Regions from separate parts of the Sus scrofa genome. Here region 2 is linked to region 1. Evidence: chromatin contacts called from public HiChIP or PLAC-seq data. All regions are on one chromosome and are shown on one strand. The core of a region is the stretch at or near the end of the contact, and the rest is flanking DNA. Distances in the headings are between cores, read along the strand shown.

What was found. HiChIP or PLAC-seq counts read pairs in DNA pulled down with a chosen protein or histone mark.
Region 2: a contact with region 1 is called in an H3K27ac HiChIP or PLAC-seq map of alveolar macrophages. The contact joins the promoter of CCDC24 here to the promoter of SLC6A9 in region 1. A contact is called at or near these places in 1 of 5 promoter capture datasets (fetal liver), 22 of 47 Hi-C or Micro-C datasets (adipose tissue, blood, brain and 12 more) and 1 of 2 datasets of contacts at active chromatin or transcription factors (alveolar macrophages).

The regions. Positions count from the first base shown.
Region 1 is chr6:167,265,399-167,269,650 of Sscrofa11.1, forward strand. SLC6A9 (sodium- and chloride-dependent glycine transporter 1) reads left to right here and starts at 1,795. Exons shown (of 15, transcript XM_021096817.1): 1 at 1,795-2,840; 2 at 2,930-3,014.
Region 2 is chr6:167,304,135-167,308,190 of Sscrofa11.1, forward strand. CCDC24 (coiled-coil domain-containing protein 24) reads right to left here and starts at 1,337. Exons shown (of 8, transcript XM_021096826.1): 1 at 862-1,337; 2 at 474-649; 3 at 235-351. The coding sequence starts at 1,002. B4GALT2 (beta-1,4-galactosyltransferase 2) reads right to left here. Exons shown (of 7, transcript XM_021096829.1): 7 at 1,769-2,646. The coding sequence ends at 2,496.

The sequences.
Region 1 (4,252 bases), core at 545-3,044:
TTACATGGGGTCACGTGACTGGGGGGCGGGGCTGGAGGCCGACGGAGCATCCATCGAGGAAGTAATCGCCTCCGCTTCCAGCACCACCCCGTCCCAGCTTCCTCGAGGGCCACTCCGCAGATAATGCCTGCCCTGAAGCGACCGGGTCGCCACCGCTCCCGCCGCTCCAGCTTCCTTTCCGGTGAAGTGGGACATGGGCCCCCTGTGAGCTGGACGTTAGGGACATCAGGTGGTCAAGTTGTCAGGCCCCCTGGGCACTAGGCCCCCTGGGTGGTGGACACGGGGGCTCTGGGTGCGGAGAACTCTGGATTTCAGGTTCTCGGCAGGGTTGGGGGCTCTGGCAATGGGAATTCTGGACTTTGGGATTTCCAAGATATGTAAGAATCGGAACATTGAAATGCTCTGGAAATCAGGGCTGCACCCCAGGCAGGGCCAAAGTCAGTGTTTCTGAGCTGTGTGCCTAATTTTACCTGTAGCTGCTGGGATCCAGTCTGGACCCTGCTCCGATTCCCATAATTGGCTCATGCTGTCCCCGTGGACCAGGGCCAAAGAAAGCACAACAGGATGGCCTGAAGGGCACGTGGTGCCCCAGAGACAGCTCTTGGGTCTGGAACCGATCTATCCCACTCCCTTGCATTGTGACAGGGCGGGGAAGGTGCCAGGCACTGACCACTACAAGTTCAAGGGAGGAAGAATCTGAGAGCAGAGCCCAGCTGCTGAGGCTGGGGCTCCACGCCCTGTCAGGCCAGGCTGCAACTCAAAGCCACATCCAGCCTCCCCCACCATCTCCGCAGGGCCCCTCAGCACTCCTCCACCAAGGTGCCCAGCGCTGCCAGCTGCCACAGTGCCTTCCAGAAGCGGCGCGAGTCTGGTCTTATCCTATCCCACCAGACTTACACCTAAGCATACTCCCCCGGGGCCCAGCAGAGGCCTTGATCTTGCAGGCTGATGATGACAAGTGAAACCAGTCAGCATTAGGGGATCTGACCCCGGGCCCAGCCCTCCCAGGAAATAGCGCTGCAACTGGAGCTCCTGAGACACGCCCTGGCCCGCAGTGGGTGGGGCCCAGCCACCGAGCTGCCCCTCCTCTTGCTGCCCTGCCCCAGGAAGAAGCTCACCAGCCAGCGAAGATGTCTGACCCCATCAGTCCTCCTCTCGGTCCTCTGGCCCAATGCCCCTCCTCTCCCCACAGTGGTCCAGGCTGCCGGTGCCCTTCCCACCCCGTGGGCCAGCTGCCCAGGGCCGGGAGCTCACAGCTGGGGATGGAGGCCATCCCAGCTCTGACCTGGGCTAGGCCCAAACCTACCTCCCTTGGGGCCTCCTTCTGGTTGGAAAAAAACGGCTACTTTAGTCCCTGCCTCGTGGAGACGGCTTTTCAAACCAGAACCTTTTCACATAAGCTTCTCCCAGGGACTCAACTCACTGTGTGGCTGCCTGAAGCCCTTTCTAGATCAAGGTGGGTAACATACACACATCTGTAAATCTCTCCAGATGAACGCAAACATGCTTTGTGTTACATCAGCTGCCTGGCACAACCCACGCGGGCAACGTCTCCAACTTGCCCAGACACCCCAGGGAAAAATCTCTTTTACCCACCGCATGGGTTAAAGCGTGAGGCTGCCTCCCTGTCCCCAGATTAATCCCCAAACTCTTTCTCCCGAATAGAGGCTCAGGGGACTGAATTCTGAGCACCCCCCCCTCTTCTTCCACCCCCACCTCCCCCCGACCCCCAGCCACAGGTCTTGACAGTCTCTGGGAGACTGGCAGTGAGCATCTGGCAGTCTGTCTGTCTCCCTTCATATGGAGTCCGAAGCGTGAGGGGGGACGCCCCACTGTCCCTGGCCATGGCAGTCCCAGAAGCTTCACTGATCTTCAGTGCCCTCTTCGCAGCCCCCAGCCCACCCCCAGTCTACTGGAGGAAAGTTGGCCATTTGCCATCGTCTCAGCCTCTTCCTCACCCCATTCCACTACCTGGGGACTCTTTCAACAGCCTCCCTCCCGCCTTCCCCGTGTGGCAGCCCTTTTTGACAAGCCCCAGGGGGAGGGAGGGAAGGAGGGAGAGACCAGCAATTAAATTTACGTCCTATGCGGTGGGGTGGGGCTTGGATCACCCGTGCCGGCCCCCACCCAGAGCCAGGCACGCACACCCATACATACCACTACACAGAGCTGCTGCAGTGCCCACTGTCACTCCTCCACAAACACAGATCCACCTACACAAATCCACGGGGGCAGGGGGCACAGGCTCCACAGCCTGCTCAGGGAGCGGCGAGTGCGCGCACACAAGACACCTGCAACTCGTTCACAGGAGAATAAAAATCACAAACATGCTATACCTGCCAGGTTTGGGAACAAAGTAACAATGAAAATAATCTTGCTGATGAGAATAATGTCTCCAGACCTCCCCAGATCTGATTACATCCCTAATGTGAACAGGTTATAAGTTCCGAGTTGGCAGAGCCCGGGGGGGATGCCTTGTGCAATGGACGGCATGTGTAGCCTGAGAACTGCCTTGGCAAGAAGTGTCTGTGCCTGACACCTGTTATACTGCCCAGTGCCTCTGACAGTAAATTAATAACGTGGAATCTCACTCTTCAATTGATCTTGTGGGAGTTTCGCATGTGTGAATCAGCTTCTTAGAGGCTGACTATCCCCAGGGAACAAATAAAACTGGTTTCCTGGCCAGATGACAGTGAGGCTAGAATCAGGGTGCAGAGAAGAGACCATCTCTCCAGGTTGGTGCCCTCCCTGAGCAGAGGGCACTCTGCCGGGGGGCAACAGTGGTTCCCTGACAGCCAGTACGAAAGGCCCCTTCTTCTTGAAAGCTGGTGGCTCTTAAGGTAAGCAAATATGGGAGCTCCTTTCCACCAACCGCCAAGTATTGCTGCCCAAAGGCAGCCTGGAGCAATATGTTTTGTGCATTTTACAGGACAGGAAACAGGCTCCGCAAAGCTCCCTCTGCCAAAGTCTCTGCTTTAGCTGGAACTGGAACCCAGGTCTGTCTCCCTGGGGAGGTAAGTGGGGGTCCAGGTTGGTATCTGCAGCCCCTGTAACAATATGGCCAGCATAGAGCTGACCAAACCAATTTAGGGGAGGGTCAGTGGAGAAAGGACCCCCAGGCCTCGCGTCCCAAGGAGTAGGACCCAGGCCTTACCCAGCTGTGCCCACAGTCCCTAGCGGCGCTGCTCCAAAGGGAATGGAATTTGCTCTGACTTCTCTCTAGGGGGAACGCAGGCGCAGAAGGCCGGGGGCCTGGCAGGCTAACTCCAGCCTCAGCCCCCCCCCCCAAGTGCCCCGGCCTTCTGGCTTCATTCCAGCCCTACCCGAAGGGGACGACATCTGCTTCCTCCAAGGGCCCCAGCTGGAGGGCAGCGAGGCAAAGGTGGAGAAGGGGGCTCCTTGGCAGTGCGCACTTCCAGGGGTTCGCGGGGATCAATCATCTGAAAGCTAGAGAGACTGCAATTTTATTCTGTGGGAGGAGGAGCCTGAGAAGTCGGACGGGGGTGGGGATGAGATGGGGGCGGAGGGGGATGGCAGAGCGGCCAGGGGTGCAGTTCAGAGAGGGGAGGGACTTGGCTAGGTCTCCCAAGCCTTCTCCACTCTCCAAACTTTCACCAAACTCTTTGCCCCCGCCTCCCCGAAACCAAAACACAACAAGCTCAGGAGGAGCGGCGAACGGCGCGGCGGGGCGGGCAGACTTGCGGCGGCACTGAGCCTCGGGAGGCTGATGCAACTTTCCCTTTAAGAAAGCCACCTGGGCGCACCGCGGTGCGGACCCGGCACGCCTGGGCCGGGGGCTGCAGCATGGTAAGGGGGCTGAGGGAAGGGGGCGCTGCGGCCCCAGCCTCTGACTGTCCTGCCTTGGGTCTGGATGTTTGGTGGCTCAGCGAGGCTGAGCCCCAGAACCAGCGAGAGAGAGAGAGAGCGAGCGAGCGTGTGTGTGTGTGTGTGTGTGTGTGTGTGTGTGTGTGTGATCGCGCATGCATGCGGGCATCTGTAGGCAAGAGTATGGGTGCACGCACGGGGATGTCTGTCTCGCCAGAGAGGTCGGGGTAGGTGCGCGCGTCTGGGTGTCACCACTGTCACCAAGGAGCTGAAGCGGGAGGGAACGGCGGCGCGGGGCGGGTGGCGGAGGGGGGGTAGGCTCTCGGGTGATGGGGAGCTGCGCGCCGACGCCGGCTCGGTCCCGGGCGGCGGGCGCTGGGATGTGAAGGCAGCGCCGGAACCAGAGCGTCTGTCTAAGGCGCCAGTG
Region 2 (4,056 bases), core at 87-2,586, 38 kb after region 1:
CTTCTCTCTGCTCCTCATACTCTGAGACCCAGATCAAACCAAGCTTCCAGGCCTGGCACGTGTCTCCTGGGCTTCTGCAGCCCTCGTTTGCTGATCCCTGCCACAAGTGGCTGTAGAAGTGTCCAGCCCCAGACCAGGAGCCAGGTGCAACCCTCCATGTGGCCAGGGGAGACCCACCCATTAGCTGGGGTCCTCTGCCAGCAGGGACAGGTCCCTCCTTCCCAAGCACCTTACCCGGGTTCGCCAGCTTTCATCTGCAATATCTTCTGTTCTGGCACATCACACCTGGGCTCCTCCAGAGCAAAGCGCAGGACCCTGGGGCTATACCGGACCCAGGCCTGGGTCTGGTCCCTGCAGAAGGTGCACACGAAGTAGAGTCAGGGGCTCCTTCCAGGGAATCGCAGGAAAGGCGACCCCTGCTGGCCCATGTGAGTTTTAGGGACAGGTCCCCGCCCCAGGCCTCAGGCTCCTACCTGCCCTCACAGATGGCCTTCCGGCGGAGACCCTGGAGCAGCTGCCGTAGTTCCTGGCGCACGAGGTCTCTTAGGAGCGGCGGTGGTGCCAGAAGGGAGGAGGGGTCAGAGGTGGGGCAGGAGCCAGGCGCTTGGGAGGACCGAGCCTCTAGGAGCAGTGTTCGTAGCATCACCACCTGCAAGAAGAGCCGGGACACCTTGCAACTGAGGAGGGAAAGGAGGGGAGGCACGGAGCTGGGGAAGTGAGGGGCAGCGCAGCGTTAAACTGGAGAGGGATGGGCGGACGGTGAGATCCGACAAGCTCTCGAGAGTTACCAGGCAGGACCAGGCGCCCAGAGGAGGTGGGGAAGTCATCCCAGTGGTGGAACAGGACTGGAGCGGGGCCCACCTTCCCACGCCCCACCTCTGCCCGCAGCTCCAGGCTCAGGTCCACCGTCGTCTCCCCCAGAATCCTCTTCACTTCGGGCCGCTCCAGGAGCGGAACGTGCTCCTCCACCAGCTCCCAGAGCGACAGGTAGTTCCCAGGCATGGCCCGCCCGCGCCCCGGTGCCCCCCGATGCGGGTCAGCAGGTCGGAGCGCCGGGGGCGGGGGGACCTGGGTCGCCCCGGGTCGGGCACTCCCGCTCACGCCCAGCCCCTTCCGGGTTTCACAGGCCACGCCCCCAGCCTGGCGCCCGGGCCGGCCTCCCTCAAGCCCCACCGCGTTCCGCCGCCCGTCCCCACGGCTAGAACTGGCCAGCCCAGAAGCCACCGGCCTCTGGCTCTGTCTCGTCCCCCCGGCTCTTGGCTGACGCTCAGGGTCCGCAGTTTCTGGTCGCGGCCCGAGGAGCCAGGCGGCCGGACCGGGGCCCTAGCCCCGCCCCTCCCGCGCGGCCGTCACCCGGGAAACGGGGCCCTGCTCCGCCCCCAAGCCCCGCCCCCGCCCATTTCAGGGCGGTGCCGGCTCGTCAAGCCCAACCCACCGCGGTGGTAGGTGGTTTTGGAGTCAACCAGCCGCCCCGCCCTGACCCCCACGTTCCTTCCATCCCTGGGCGCCTTTCGCTTTCAGGACAGGTGAAAGCACTGAGAAATCTGAGCCCACGGGGTGATTACTTCTTTGGCTCTTCTGGCCGCGAGGCAGCGACAGCGTAAACTTTCCCCCTTCCAGCTGGCGGACTAGCGAAGCGCTGTTCTTGGAGGAACAGGACGGCCCGGCCGGGGCCGGACCGCTAGGTTGAGCCAGGCCTCCTCCCACCACACACGCAGGGCCTGGGTTTAGGGCTCCAGATCCCCATCCCCCAAGAGACAAAGGGACTGCTCCATTCACGTTTTTTTACTAAAGCACCCACACAAGTTTCTGTGCAATGTACAAACACGAGCCGGCCCTGGGGCTACTGCCTTCTTTCTGAGGGGCGGGGGGCAGGAACCCACCTGATCCAAGCCCCACCCACCCCCCATGCAAAGCCCATCCCCAAGGTCCCAGGCAGCCACACAGCACCCTCTCTGGTCCCCTCCCGGGGCTGCTCCTCAGCAGGGGGCGCACCAGCGTTTGCCCCCCACAATGTTGAATGTAAAAGGTTTCCCCTCCCCTGGAAGCATGGGGGATCCCCAGGTCTGAGAAGTCCCCCTGGAAGCGACACTGCCCCCTAGTCATACCTCCCGCTCTTCCAGGCCCTAGGGGACTCAAGGAGGGGGGAAACTGAGGCACAGAGAGGTGGAGTGACCTGGCCCAGGCCACTCGGTGAGGCAGTGCAGGGGCTGGCCCAGCCCTGACAGTGAAGGGGGCTGGCCTGGGGAAGGAGGAGCAGGAAGAAGGGGTGACCCCAGGGAGGGCCACACTTGAGGGGCCTGCCCAGGATGGAAGCCCCCCAGAGTAGGTCCTGAAATTTCCAGGTGTAGCTGGGGGGGCCTATTGAAGACCCTCAGAAAACAGAGCCCGCAGTCTCAGTCCTGGGGGATCCGCCACAGAGCAGCCGCCAGCCAGGCTGTAGGTCAGTCCTCTGGCAGGCAATCCTTGGCACTGGGAGCCTTTGTCCACTGGTGTCAGCCCCGAGGGGGCCATGAGGGGGGCCGCCCAATGTCCACTGTGATATTGGTGAAGAGCGGCTGCCGAGACACCTCCAAGACCTGGTACCTCACTGACCTGATGCCGTCCCGCTTCATGGTCAGCTTCGTGTTTTGAATCTTGGTAAACCTAGATAGGATGGAAGTGGGTCCAGGTCAGGGCTCACCCCCAGACCCAGCAGGGATCACGGGAGCCAAGGTTCATGCCATCCTGGCTTCTCCCAGGGGTACCTCCGTTTCCCCTGCCGTCCCCTCCACCCTCCACCCGCCTGGAGCCCCTTGGCTCTTGCGTCTACCCTCAAAACAGAGATCTTACCCCCTTGAGGCCAGAATCATGACACCCTCACAAATCGCTCATCCCAGACCCAGACCCCAAGGGGCACCCCACAGGCACCTCAAATGCAACAGGTCCTACACCGGGAGCATCATCGTCAGTCCCCATGCCCATCACCTCTGTGCCACCTTCTTTGCTCCTCATCCTGTATCACTCCATCATCTATTTATTGAGCAATCCCCATGTGCCAGGCCTGCTCGAAGCACCAGACACAGCCATGAATAGGACAGCAAGGTCCCTCCCCTCCCGGCCAGTCTATTCCTCTAAGGGAGACAAGCAACAGACAAGGACAACGTCAGCCATCAGAGTGCTGAGGGACACCGCCTGCCGAGGCAGGGGTGAGCAGGGGACATCAAAGTGACGGCAGGGGACGAGCATCCCCGGCAGAGGTAACGGCACATGCTGACCCCACACTGGAAATGAGAAGCGGCACGGCTGAGCAGCTAGGGCTCGGGGGGCCAAGGGGCGAACCGAGAGTAAGATGAGCTGGGAGGTGAGAGCATGTGTGGGCAGAGGCCTCTCCAAGTCAGAGGAAGCCGTTTTTTTATTCTGTGAGTGAGAAGACACAGGGATTTTTAGCCCAGTTTGGGGCGAGGCAGGCACCGGGAACACGAACAATGGAAGATGGAAGACGGGGGACCCGCTGGGCAGGAGGACAGAGGCTGCGCTGGGGCAGAAGTAAAGGGAAAACCGGACCGGCTCAGATAGGACTCGGGGTGCCAATGACAGGACCTGCTGATGATCTGGACATGGAGGGTGAGGGAAGAAGACTCCAGAAGTCCTAGACCTGAGGCGAAAGCAACGAGGGGGATGAAACTACTATCCAGAGTTCCTTAAGCCGGAAACATCTGCCCCCCTGCCGTGTCCCCCCCCCAACCCCCACCCCCGCCAAGGCTGACAACACTCCGTGGGGGAGGCATCTAGTCACGTTTTTCCTGAAACAGGACCAGGCCCCTGGCATGTGCTGCCAGAGCTCCGCTCCCACCCTCACCCCAACCATTTTGACCCCCCCAGTCCTTCCGAGCTCAGCTCAGATCCCTGCCCAGGGCCTTCCCGACACTGAGCGCCGCCCCCTCTCGCATGTCCTGAAGCCCCTCTTTGGCCAGCCTGCAGTCCTTCCCCGCGCGCCATGGTTTTGGTTTGATCTGAACTGTGTTTTCGCCAGCTCCCTGGACGCTTGGTGCTCCATGCTTCAGCCAAACATCA